Regions from separate parts of the Zea mays genome. Here region 1 is linked to region 2. The links are chromatin contacts, called in public Hi-C maps. All regions are on one chromosome and are shown on one strand. The core of a region is the stretch at or near the end of the contact, and the rest is flanking DNA. Distances in the headings are between cores, read along the strand shown. Region 1 holds the start of LOC103655466 (U-box domain-containing protein 26). Region 2 holds the start of LOC100274103 (mitogen-activated protein kinase organizer 1).

Region 1 (6,406 bases), core at 939-3,438, 160 kb after region 2:
CCGGCGGAGGGTGTGGTTTGGGATCAGCGTGAAGTCGGCGAGCGGCGCGCGCGTCACGGGGCAGCTGGTGTTGCCGGTGGCCACCCATGACTCGATGCTGCTGCGGTCGTAGGTCTGCCCCGTCGACACCGTCACGGGGTCGCGCATCAGCTCCAGGGAGATGGGGCACCGGAAGTACCACGGCACCTGCACCCCCGCCGTGTCCAGGCCCAGACACAGCGGCACGCTCGCCGGCATGACACCCCCGTAAGTGAGCTGCTGTCTGCGCGCAAGCGCGATTTGGATCTTGGCCTAGTTACCTCGTAACTAATAGCTCGCGCTGGAGATGGAGACGTGTTGCGCGTGAGGGGGAAAGAGAGAGAGGACGAGAGGTAGTTGAGCGAGTGGTGGGTTGGTGCCTCGGTGGGTGGCGAGGGTCAGAGAAGAGGAGGCCGCTGTGCTGACTGCAGGTGCGGCGAGGACTGACCGTGGTGGAGCAAGGAGACCGGCCGATCCATCGGGAGGACGAATGGAAGCGGGGTATAAGTAGGCGGGAGGTGGGCAACACGTGTGCGCGGTGGGGTGGGGCGGGGCCGTGGGACATTGTGCCGGAGGAGGCCGGAGCTGGGAGTGGGAATCCTTGGAGTACAGTTACGGCATTACCACTTCTCTACCACGGCGGGACTCCATGCGGGCTGGGCGCCAAGGCTCGGCTCCACTCAACTGGCTCGGCTCAACGCCAGGCCAGGCGACGCACGCCCTTCACCTTGGTCCCTGACACGGCGAGAGCCCACAACGCAGCGGGCCAGACAAATCTGGGAATATCTGTTGAGATTAACGCCTATTGGCATCCGCTCTGCATTTTATACTATAAAATTTAATGATTAAATCAAGTTAAGATCGAGCTATATTTTTATTTATTTTTAAACTAAATTTTATTTAAGATATTAATAAACTATAAAAAACACTTGGAACTTAATCCATTATCATCTCTAGCACTACTAGAGTACTAGGCCAATAAACTAAGCTACACAGACGTACGTAAAGCGCGCGATCCACGTCCATTTGAAACCTACTCCTAGTCTATCGCATGCACATGGAGACACAAGCTAGGATCGATCACGAGCTTTGCGCCTTTGCCCACCAGCTATGTAACACGATACACATGCACGGTCACACTTCTCCTCCTCTTCTACAAGCTTGCCACTAGAAAACGATTGTGCCCTGCCCTGCTGATTTGGGTGGTTCTAAGATTAGTGGCAACGGTGCCCGCTATCAGTCTCCTCCCCTAATACTGTAGGTACGATAGGGGATACAGTGTCACTCTATCGCTCGCATCGTCGCCCCCTTCGTCCACCCCTACGGTGTTGTGAGCTTCTCTCTCCCTAGATGAAGAGCTACCCTTTGAGTCCCCCAACGGTGGCTTCTCGCGTACGCAACCACTCGCGCGCGCGGGTGGAAACATCATCTTCCGCTCCCGTTGGCTTGGGCGGAAGTGAGGAGTCACGTAGAATTCCTGCCATCTCCCGAGCTTGACACCGTCGGAAGGTCGATTCATAGTCGTTAGTCGTCCTCGGTGATGAAGTCACGGCGAACAGGCCACCAGTTTTGAAGTGGGTTAGTCGTTCAACTCGCAGCAAGGAGAAGGTTAGGCGTCATCGTCGTCGTCGATCTTCCCCGAGTTTGTCACCGTTTGTTCTGACCTTTGTCACATTTGTCGCCCCCTCCGATCCATGATTTCTTCAATCGATGCAGTAAATCACCCACGCCTAAATCCTTTCACGGTTCGAATCCAAGTTCTTGTTCCATTTATGTGTGCACCAGTTGTCAAGAACCAAATCCGAGCACTTATACACTGTTTTAGTACATAGATCTGGTTCCCCACTTTAGCGAGGTACTACATCTGGTTCTCATCACTTGTGCTCTTATGTTTGTAAGTAGTAGAGCAGATTAGGTTTTAGGAATTATGTACCATTAATGAACAAACAAATACAAGCATTTGTGCTTAGTTTTCCATGGTACATCTAAATTTCTCTCTTCAGTCTTCACCCGTGTACCAATTTAGTAATTTGTATCGGTTCCTATTAGTTTCTTTGTAGTTGTGTATTTCATTGAGGTAGTTCAGCTAATTGGCTTCATTACAAGAAGTTGTTTTCTTTGTTTCTTCTTTCATTAAACACAATACAATACTAATTATTCTCGTTTTTCTACAATACCTTTAGCGTACCGTCATCCAACTTTGGACATCAGCAAAGCTAGGTTCATATATTTTTCATTTCAATGTTATGTGTGCAATTACATTTGTTCATCTACTCATTTTTCCATGTATGTTTATGTAGTAATACTAAAAATAGTGTTCATATCAACTCAGCTTAGGAACATGCATGAATTATCTGTACTACAAGCCAAACTATAGGTTGTTTACTCATTCGTGCCTATACCATTAGTGAGGGAAGTAATAAACATAGTGGAAATCTCACATTCCTCCACTACAATTGTAGGAGGAATGGCTAACAATGATGTGAAGCTGCTTGGAACCAAGTTGCATAACCTGTTTTCCTCAACCGAGCATGGTGCTTGCAAAAATTGTGGGTTGGTTGACTACGTGTTTAATCATCTTGGCGACGACCTCACCCTTATTAGGACTTTAGAAGCAATTCTTGAAGAGTTGGACATCGTTGAGCAACCTGCCCTGGTGTTGAAGGACAAGATTGACCTAGAGATGGATAGGTTGGAAGAAGAAATTGCAAGCCTTGAACACAATGTCTCCAAGCCTTGCACCCCTACTACGACCCTCACCTCATTGATCCCGAAGATGATGATTTTTACCCTGATATATATTCAGCTTCTGATGACGATTTGTTCTACGATTCTGACAGGGAAACCAGAAACAACATCTGGCGCTAGACGTACTTGTTGGTGTTTTGGGTCCGGCCGCGCACACGAGGTTGCCCCTCGGGGTGCTTTTTGGAGTAGGACGGTGTTACCTACTATAGCTCGATGGTTCGTGCCAGATGCACGAGAGGCAGTGGACAATTTTGTACAGGTTCGGGTCGCTTTGAGACGCGTAATACCCTACGTCCTGGTGTGGATACTTTGTGTGGTAGGTTAAAAGGGGGTTCTCTAGTGTCCAGGATGCCAGAGAACTGAGTGGATGGCTAAGTAGTGAGATATGTTTTTGAGGGGATGCCCCCTAGGCCTTATATACTTGACCGTGGGGCGTTACATGCGGATATGATAACAATGTGAGCCTAAGTAATAGTGAACGGACTGAGCCTATCTTCCTATAATTCCGTCGACCTATCCCCGTTCAGTTCCGATGTATGAGGACACTGTACGGGAAGGTCGGATCATCGCTATGGTTGCTGCTCAAATTTATCGGGCCGTCTGGGCTTGCGTTGATCCAATCTTGTGTCAATCCACTTCACTGGACGTCCCTCCCCAGGCCCACGAAGGAATGACCTTGTGAACTATTGGGCCCAAGGCCTTTCGTGAGGTCTTTTGGCCTTCCAGTGGACCCGGGGGATATCTGTCCCCCACAAGCCCCCAATATTTGGGTTGATTTTGAAATAAACGGCCCAAAGATTCTAGGTCCAGCTTGTAGTTTTTGATTTTGATGCCTTGAAAATAAGTCTGTCGAGCCGTTGCTTCTACACTCTAAGTGACTCGGTAAAAACGATCTTCTGTTGTTTTCTTCTGCCATTATTCATCGGCCTTCGCTTTATTCCTCAAAAATCGGTGCTCTGTCTCGGGTTCGTACTTTGGAGGTCAGCATTCTGCTCTTTGGAATCCAGGATTCATTGGGTGGTGCACCTAATGGGTGTAGCCCCCGAGCTTCGAGTGGATTATTGAAAATAATCCACTCGAAGGTCTTCATTTCAAGTCTTCTCAGAAATCATTTTTATCTTCAACTCATGCTTTAGAAGTCAGCATTGTTTTATTTTCATCTCATGCTTTAGAAATCAGCATTCTGTCTTTTGGGGTTGATGATTCATTGGATGCACCGGAGGTGCACCCAATGGGTGTAGCCCCGAGCTTTGAGTGGATTACTGAGAATAATCCACTCGAAGGTCTTCATCTTATGTTGTTTTTAGAAATCATCCTTTCCTCTTCGTTGAATGCCTTAGAAATCAGCATTATATCATCAACTTTATGCTTTAGAGGTCAGCATATAGTTTTGCCTTTGAGATCGAGCATGCGATCTGCCCATATCTTGTTAGGTTTGAAATTTATTTGATTTGTGACAGATTGGACGTTCGGTAGATGGCTCTTGGCTAGTCTTCATATCACTTCGTGCTTCAATGCTTCTGTTGATTAGACTTGTACCTCATCGGCTATATTTGGCTTTCCTCTGATCTTCGTCGATATCTTCCTTCTGTCTTGAGGTATTCATTGCGTATACTGTATGGATGTGACTGCTTGGGAAAATATATTGAAAATTCCTGGACGTCCCCCCCAATGGGTGTGGGTAAGGGACGGCTTGGTGCACTGAGCGTTTAGCAAACTGCTCCTGAGTAGTAACTTGACGTGACCACGGGTGTAATCATATCGTCCAAGCAGTTGACTTGAGTCCCAATGGGTGTGATGTTACGTGGAACGGTGCCAGCCGCCTGACTTGTTTCTAGACGGTTTGAATTGCTTATTGAATATTTGTGACTGTTCGGTGACCGTGGTAGGAGGTGAGCGGTTGCCTTCTTCTTCTATAAATAGTGTGCTTGCTTCACTGTCGTCTTCACACATCTTACTGCCGCTTGTTACTTACTCTCTTCTCTTCTACTCCGCCATGGACAAGAGGAAGAAGGGCGGAAGTTCGTCGCACCACTCCGGCGACAAACGGAAGCGCGAGCCGACTCCTCCCTCGGAGGACTTCGGCGATTCCGAGTACTCGGAGGAGGAGTTCTCCTCCGAGTTCGAGGGATCGTCGGTCCATGCCTCTCCCCCTGCATTATCTGACGACTCAGACGATTCCCAGGGGATTGCGGCGGAGGTGTGGACATACATCCGGGCCGCATAGAGGTCACGGCGCAGATAAGTGCTATGCTGGACATGTTGGTTGAGGATTCATCTCGACTCCGTCCCTGCTGAAACCATAGCTATTGCAACTGTCCCTGAGCCTGAGAAAACCTTGACTGCTCAAAAATCTGATGGTGCTCGCTCAAAGCGCCTTTGCCCGGCCAGTCATCCAACTGCTCCTGCCGAGGGGAAGAAGAAGAAAAAAAGGAGGCTTCGGCGAGTGTCATGTTTGAATCAGGATGCTGGCCCTTCTGCTCCTGCTGCTGAAGAAGTACCAATGGAACTTTTTACTGGGGCTGACCCCGGTGGGTGTGACCTTGCTGATGCTAATCCCAATGGGTGCGACCCTGCTGATGCTGATCCCAATGGGTGTGACCCTGCTGAACCCAATGGGTGTGTTGTTCGTATTGTTGACGAGGATGAAGAAGAAGAGGAGGAAATCCACTTAATTCGGGAAAACAGCCGGCGCTACCTAGTAAGTGGGGAGAGTAGTGATATTCCTTCTCCAGCTTTGTATGCTTTTGTTGGTCTGCAAGAGTTGTCCATAGTAAATTTTGATCAGGCTCTCGAGGATATGGTTCCTGAAGATCTGCTGTCCGAGCTAACAGATGGTGGTATGATGGACGCTTGCACTGACGTTCCGGATGTGGGGTTAGAGTTGTCCCGAGTGTTATCTCGTGCCTCGTCGACCTTGGAGTGCGGTCTTCAGGGTCAAGAAGCTGGTCTAGGTTGCTCCATTTCCATGGAGGTGAATGAGAATCCTTCAGCCTTAGAAGTGGCTGCTGCAGAGAACCCGGTCCCCAAGGGTGGCGCCAGCGATCACCCAGCCCCCGAGGGTGTTGCCGGCAATGATCCGGCTCGGGTGGGCAGCGCGAGCTACAACCCAGCCCCCGAGGGTGCTGCCGGTGGTGATCCAGCTCCGATGGGCAATGCAGGCTGCGACCCAGCCCCCGAGGGTGTCCGAGCGGGCTCCCCTTCTCATACCTCCATGGATGTCCACGTCGAGTCTTCTCCTCCACATTCTGATTGCATGGCAGCAGCATGTGCTTCAAATCAGGAAATCGCCTTAGAGACCGGCACTCCTGACGCTAGAGTTTTGATTCCTGCTGGTGATGCTGAGTTGATCCCCAATGATGCTCTTCAGATTGCTTCGGTTGATATTCCCTCGTCAAGTCACCAACTGTCTTCTCATGATTTCGGGCTTCCTTCATTCTTCTCCAATCTCTAGGTAATTTGGCTTTTCCTGATCTGGCTATACTCCGCGTGAAATATTGTCTTTGCACTCATCTGTTTTCAATACCAGGCTTTGGTTGACGAGATGGCTGGTCAGCTGAGATCACAGGGTGCCTCTGTCCCAGAAAGAGCTCTGTCTCTGACGCGTTGGAATCCAATGCTGCTTCAGTGGTGGGTATCT
Region 2 (6,525 bases), core at 2,222-4,721:
TCCCCCACATAAAGCTAGTCCACTACAGCCAAACAGGATACTTGCTGAGTATGTTGATGTGTACTCACCCTTGCTCTACACACCAAACCCCCCCATCCCCAGGTTGTCAGCATTGCAACCACTGCTCAGGCGAAGATGAAGCTGTGGAAGGAGATTTCCAGGAGTTCCAAGACTACGACGAGTTCTAGGTGTGGGTTAGCGGCAACCCCCAGTCGGTTGCCTGTGAAGGCCGCGGTTATCTACGTTTCTTTTCCGCACTTTGATTTATTGTAAGGACTATATGGACGTCTCAGACGTGTGATATAATCGACTATTTCCCTTCTTAATACTATTTTGAGCACTGTGTGATGATGTCCATGTTATGTAACTGCTGTGTACGTGAATAACTGATCCTGGCACGTACATGGTTCGCATTCGGTTTGCCTTCTAAAACCGGGTGTGACACAGACCCAGATGCTGCTCTTCCGCCACGGGAGGAAGACTACGTCGAGTCTGCCGCCGCTGGGCGGGCTGACGGCCGCCGTTGTCGCTGTCACGCTGTGGAGGAAGGAGTACCATATCGTAGCTACCGTCGAGGGACATGAACTCGAGACTCCCGAAACGGAGCAGCGTCCCGGGCTGAAGAGGTTGCTGGGGACTACCCATCTGGAGCTCGACGGGAAGTTATTCGTCAACACGCACCAGTCCCCTACCTGGCGCGCCAACTGTCGGCGTTTCGACCCCAGGGGGTCCCTGGACCGACGAGTAAAAATTGTCGCTGCATGTCCCAGCCCAGATGGGTCGGCGTGAGATGGAACACAAGGGGGAGAACCGCGGCTCGTGTTATCCTGCGCCCAGGGCGGATGCGCTTGCAGTAGGGGTTACAAGTGTTCGCGAGGGAGAGAGAGAGAGAGTGCGCGAGCCTGTTCGTCGGCCCGTCCTCCCGCGCGACCACCCTCTCGTATGAGGGCCCTGGACCTTCCTTTTATAGATGCAAGGAGAGGGTCTAGGTGTACAATGGGGGTGTAGCAATATGCTTACGCGTCCGACAGAGAGGAGCCAGAGCCCTATGTACATGCCAACGTGGTTGTCGGAGAGGTGCTAGAGCCCTGTGCATGCGGTGTCGTGGCCGTCAAAGGAGCACTTAAGCCCTATAGAAGCATAACTGTCGGGGCTGCCGGGACCTTGCTGACGTCTCCTTGCTTCCGTAGGGGCTGAGAACCGCCGTCATCATGGACGCACGCGGGGTGCCATCATTACTTGTTTACCGGGGCAAGTCAGATGGGACGCCGGTCTTGTTCCCCGTAGCCTGAGCTAGCTAGGGGTAGGGTAATGATGTCCCCCCTGTGGCGTGGTCGGTCCGAGCCCAAGGTCGGGCGAGGCGGAGACTCCTCCTGAGGCCGAGGCTGAGGTGGGGTGAGGACGCGATTCCTTCTGAGGTCGAGGTTGAGGCCGAGCCCTGGGGTCGGGCGAGGCGGAGACCATCCTCCGAGGCCGAGGTTGAGGCCGAGCCCTGGGGTCGGGCGAGGCGGAGACCACCTTCCGAGGCCGAGGCGGGGGCCGAGCCCTGAGGTCGGGCGAGGCGGAGACCTCCTTCTGAGGCCGAGGCCCAAGGTCGGGCGAGGCGGAGCTTCCTGTTGCGCCTGAGGCTAGACTTAGCTGTTGTCAGCCTCACCCTAGCGGGTGGCACAGCAGTCGGAGCGGGGCAGGCGACGCTGTTTTCCTGTCAGGTCGGTCAGTGGAAGGGCGAAGTGACTGCGGTCACTTCGGCCCTGCCGACTGAGGAACGTGCGTCAGGATAAGGTGTCAGGCGATCCTTGCATTGAATGCTCCTGCGATACGGTCGGTTGGCGAGGCGATCTGGCCAAGGTTGCTTCACTGCGAAGCTTGCCCGAGCTGGGCCTCGGGCGAGTCGAGGGTGCGCCCGTTGCTTGAGGAGGCCCTCGGGCGAGGCATGAATTCGCCTGGGACTACTGTTACTGCCCGAGGCTATGCTCGGGCGAGGCGAGATCACGTCCCTTGAGTAGACGGAGCCTTGACCTGAATTGCGCCCGTCAGTCTCTGCAACTTGTGTTGATGGTGATTACCAGCCGAGTTTAGGAGTGTTGGGGGTACCCCTAATTATGGTACCCAACAATAAACGATAGGTATTTGTAAATATTATGAATATAGAAACCGTGGTAATACACAGATAACTAACTAGTTTAATTTTATCTACCAATTAGACTTTTTATGATCAAAACTGCTTTTAAGTAATCTCATCAAGTAGTATTATTTAAGTTTTCAAGTGCATGAGACCAACTTTATCTTCAGATGACATCGCACCCAATGACCCAACCATTTCTGTTACAGCGAATTCATTCATCGACTAAGACTGTGTTCAGCGGTTCCCCCTAAATTTTTCCCCCTATATCACTTTTTTGCGTCACATCATAAACATTTCACCCCCTATTTTTTCATCTCCCGCAGTGGTCCCCCCTAAATACTTCCCCTATACCCCACTACAACTATAAAATATCATTTTCTATATCTACTATCAATTTTTTATCTACTAACAATTACTCGTGGACCCACAGCACAGTGCCGTAGGGGATAAACAGTGTTCCCCTACATCTGAGGAGAGAGAAACGATGAACGCTACCTAGAGTAAGGGAAAGAGGGCAGCAATGTGCGCAAAGAGGTGCCCTATAGCCACCACAGCGAGGGGAGTGGAATGCTCGCGGGGACCGTTGAAGAGAGTCTAAGATAACTGTCTCGCTAAGGTCTGGTTTGGTAACAAAGCAATTGGAGGATCAATGGAGAGGAAATCCCTTACTATTTAAATTTTGAATAGAAAGGGATTTCCTCTCCATAAATTCTCATTAAATACATTGTCACCAAACTTGCCCTAAGTGTAGTTATTGATGGCCATTCATGTTCTTTTTTTACACTGGTTCAAATAACAAAATTATTCCATCAATGAAAGTGTTTAAAAATATTTATTTATTATACTTTTTTCTAAAAAATGAAGTTTTATGCGGACAAAAACTTTAACAAATTGATGAAGAACAAAAACGATACTCGCTCAGTTTCAAAATAGTATTCGTTTTAGTTTTTATCTTTTTATCTATATTTATATAGATGATAATAAATTTTAGACATATATAAAACACATACATCAAATATTATATGAATTCATTATTTTTAAAATAAATTCTAATTTGAGACAGAGTGAGTATTAATTTATTTTTTGGGAAATTTGGATCCATACCATTAAAAGATCACCACTTTGGATCCATACCATTACTATCTCACTTACATGTGGGTCCACATGAGTCAATGACATGTGGGGTCCATGGTATATATCTAAAGTTTGGATCTTTTAATGGTATAGATCCAATTGTTCCTTATTTTTTTCTACCAAGGAGCGGTATTCAGCTACAAATTGTCTCGTGGGCTACGGGCTACATTCCATCTAGCCAGCCCAATCCACATCACCAGCCCACCTCGTCGAACTCGTCGTCTTCCGTCCATCCATCGTCGTCGGCGGCGGCGGAGAGAGAGCAGATGACGTCCTCGGGGACGGTCGCGCAGCAGCTGCCGCGGACGGAGGCGCGGTCGCTGTCGGGTCACGAGGGAGCGGTGTTGGCCGTGCGGTTCAACCGGGACGGCAATTACTGCCTGAGTTGCGGCAAGGACCGCACTCTCCGCCTCTGGAATCCTCACACAGGCGCCCAGGTCAAGACCTACAAGTCCCACGCCCGCGAGGTCCGCGATGTGCACTCTTCCTCGTACGTACGCACGCACGCAAGCACGCGCCCCCTTCTCCATCTCGTTGCGTCGCATCTGATCTGGAGACGCGGCAACGGAAAATTTGCCAAGTGCTTCTTGTTGTTCATTGGTTTCATGGTTTGTTTCTGGACAGGGATAACGCCAAACTGGTGTCCTGCGGTGCCGACAGACAAATCTTCTATTGGGACGTTGCCTCGGGCCGCGTCATCCGCAAGTTCCGCGGCCACAACAGCGAGGTAATGCATCAGATCAATTGATGCCCCCTCCCCCTTATTTTTGGAGTTTCAGCCGTCTTCTGATGGCTACACTGTAATCAAGTAGTCCCGTGCTAATTGTGTGGGCTACCTGAACCACGGGCAATAGTGTATCGTTCTCATTGCTGTAATACCAACTGTATCCAAAGCAGTGCTCTGAACCATACTTCTGGTGGTTGCACTCTTGTGCTTTTATCTGATAGTTCCACTTGCATTTAGCAGTTGCCATTGCACAGTGGTTCAACTGTGTGATTATGGTCAGGCCTGTCGGTGATGCTAAAAAATTGATAGACAGTCTCTGTGTGATAATTTTGTAATTTTTGAGATATGCATCCTGCTCAGCCATCTTTACTCTGCTCTCGATAGGTCAATTCAGTGAAGTTTAATGAGTACAATGCTGTTGTAGTCTCAGCTGGTTATGACCGTACGGTGCGTGCATTTGACTGCAGGTCTCAAAACAACGACCCTATTCAGGTGGTTTTACATTGTTACCTATACTACATAACTGCATCACGTTTTGTTATATTTCCTTATCTTGAAGTCTTATACAATTGCTTTCTACTATCGTGTTGCAGACAATTGATACTTTTCAAGATAGTGTAATGTCAGTTAACCTAACAAAGACAGAAATAATTGCTGGCAGTGTTGATGGTACTGTCCGGGCATTTGACATTCGCATGGGTAGGTAGGTGATGCCTTATTATAGTATCAATTATATCTAACATGTACTTCTTCCCTCCTTTTTTTAAGAAAGTACTTTGAATCCTAATCCATTTACTCCTATCAACTGTTTCTGTATGGTTTGTTGATTTATTTCCTGCTTGCTTATAACAGGGAGACTGTTGATAATCTAGGGCATCCTGTGAACTGTGTATCATTATCAAATGACAACAATTGCCTTTTAGCTAACTGTTTAGATTCTACTGTGCGGCTTCTAGACAAGTAAGTGCTATTTACAAGCTGCTCAGTATTTTGTTTTCAGCCTGGGCACAAATTTGCAGGGAAGCCTCTTTTATCTAGCACTTTGGAGCAATTAAATCCCATTACTAGTATGAAGTTATTTTTATTATTATTCTCCTCTACTTTATAGAAAGATGCAGTCACACTCTCCCTTTAGCTTTGGTTGGAAAGGTGATATGGTTATCAATGATGGCAATTTGGACCATGGAAGAAATTCCACATCTTGACATAGCTGTCAATCTCATTACCATCTTGAATGGATTGATCAAAGCAAATTTTCTCCGTAACTCTTAGTCTCTGATTCATCACTACACTATTGTCTTTGCCATACTATCACTCGTGGGAACTTTTATAGTCCAAATATATCCAATTACTGGGTTCTAGATTGTGCTAAGCTGCTGCTGGTGCCATGGATTACACCTGCACTTGCAGGCTCCTCATGTTTCTCAAGCAACATATTTGAGATTTGAGAATTGTAGTACTAGATTCCAGTTGGCTTCATGTTTCTTTTACATACATTCGAAAGCTTTAAGTTAACTTGGTATTGAAACATGTACTCCCTTGGGTAGCTGGCAAGTTAAATGAATCATTTTTCTTGGTCTTGTTGTCTTGGGTACAAATCGCATGTTAATATTTACTTGGTGCATTCCTGTGTACCAGAAGACCATCATGCTTGTATTCCTATGCCATAACAATCAGGAGCCATGTATTCATGTTTTGGTCCACACGACTACCAAAAATGATTTTCTTGTACTTTGAGAGTCCACATTATGATGGCCCCATTGCCCATGCATCATTGACTTGCTGCTGTATGCGGAGAAAAGGAATAAATGATATTAGGATCATAAGTGGTGGTTTTCATCTTTGTTATTTCCATAGCAAGCTTAGGAGTGCATCACTAACTATGAATGCATGGTTTTCAAATCATCCGATTAATCATCATGGTCGATCAGATGAAGTCGAGGGCTCCGATCCGATTAGGTAGTCTGGTTGTTCGAGTAATCATCGCCTAATCGCGGCTAATCGGCCAATTAGGTACTTGCTGCGACCAGAAATTGTGAACATGGAAAGCCAGCGCTGGGTCCAAATTTGGTGCCTCGTTTTCCTCTCTGGTGCCTTATTTATTGGGGCTAATAAAGGAACCATTTAGCTAATTGGCTGGCTTTCTAAATCTGCTTTCCTGTTTTGATTTCTCTGTCTCTTCTCCTTCCTAGCCGGCTGGCTGCTGATCCATTGTTCCTGGGCTCCTGGCGACTTCTCAGTTCTCCTCCTCCCTGAGAAAACATCCAGCTGCTGCTGCTGCTGCTCCTCCTTGACCAACAAGATGATGCAGCTTCTCGGGAAGATGAAGAACAGCCACTGCAATCTGATGGAGGATCAACGGAAATGGAAGAATCTGTCCCAGGTGGTGGTGGAGGGCAAGCTACTGCTGATGCATTCCATTTGGATGAGGATTTGCTACTTTAGGTCTTGAGTTTGATTAGCTAAGTACCTACCGCTGTTTGAGTTTGAATGTTTGATTACTTACTTCTGTTCAGACTTTACCCTTTAGAGGTGCTAC

Evidence for each region. A called contact is a pair of places that touch in the nucleus more often than the background predicts.
Region 1: a Hi-C map of tassel shows a contact between it and region 2, with 6 times the contacts expected there. The contact joins the promoter of LOC103655466 here to the promoter of LOC100274103 in region 2. A contact is called at or near these places in 4 of 25 Hi-C or Micro-C datasets (ear, endosperm, leaf and 1 more).

What each region holds. Positions count from the first base shown.
Region 1 is chr4:118,701,726-118,708,131 of Zm-B73-REFERENCE-NAM-5.0, forward strand. It overlaps LOC103655466 (U-box domain-containing protein 26), which reads right to left and starts at 2,189. Exons shown (of 1, transcript XM_020552594.3): 1 at 1-2,189. The coding sequence starts at 237. It overlaps LOC109945546, which reads left to right and starts at 5,008. Exons shown (of 2, transcript XM_020551869.1): 1 at 5,008-6,220; 2 at 6,296-6,406. The coding sequence starts at 5,270. The coding sequence ends at 6,220.
Region 2 is chr4:118,543,098-118,549,622 of Zm-B73-REFERENCE-NAM-5.0, forward strand. LOC100274103 (mitogen-activated protein kinase organizer 1) reads left to right here and starts at 3,472. Exons shown (of 8, transcript NM_001148482.1): 1 at 3,472-3,749; 2 at 3,884-3,986; 3 at 4,371-4,478; 4 at 4,580-4,689; 5 at 4,839-4,946. The coding sequence starts at 3,526.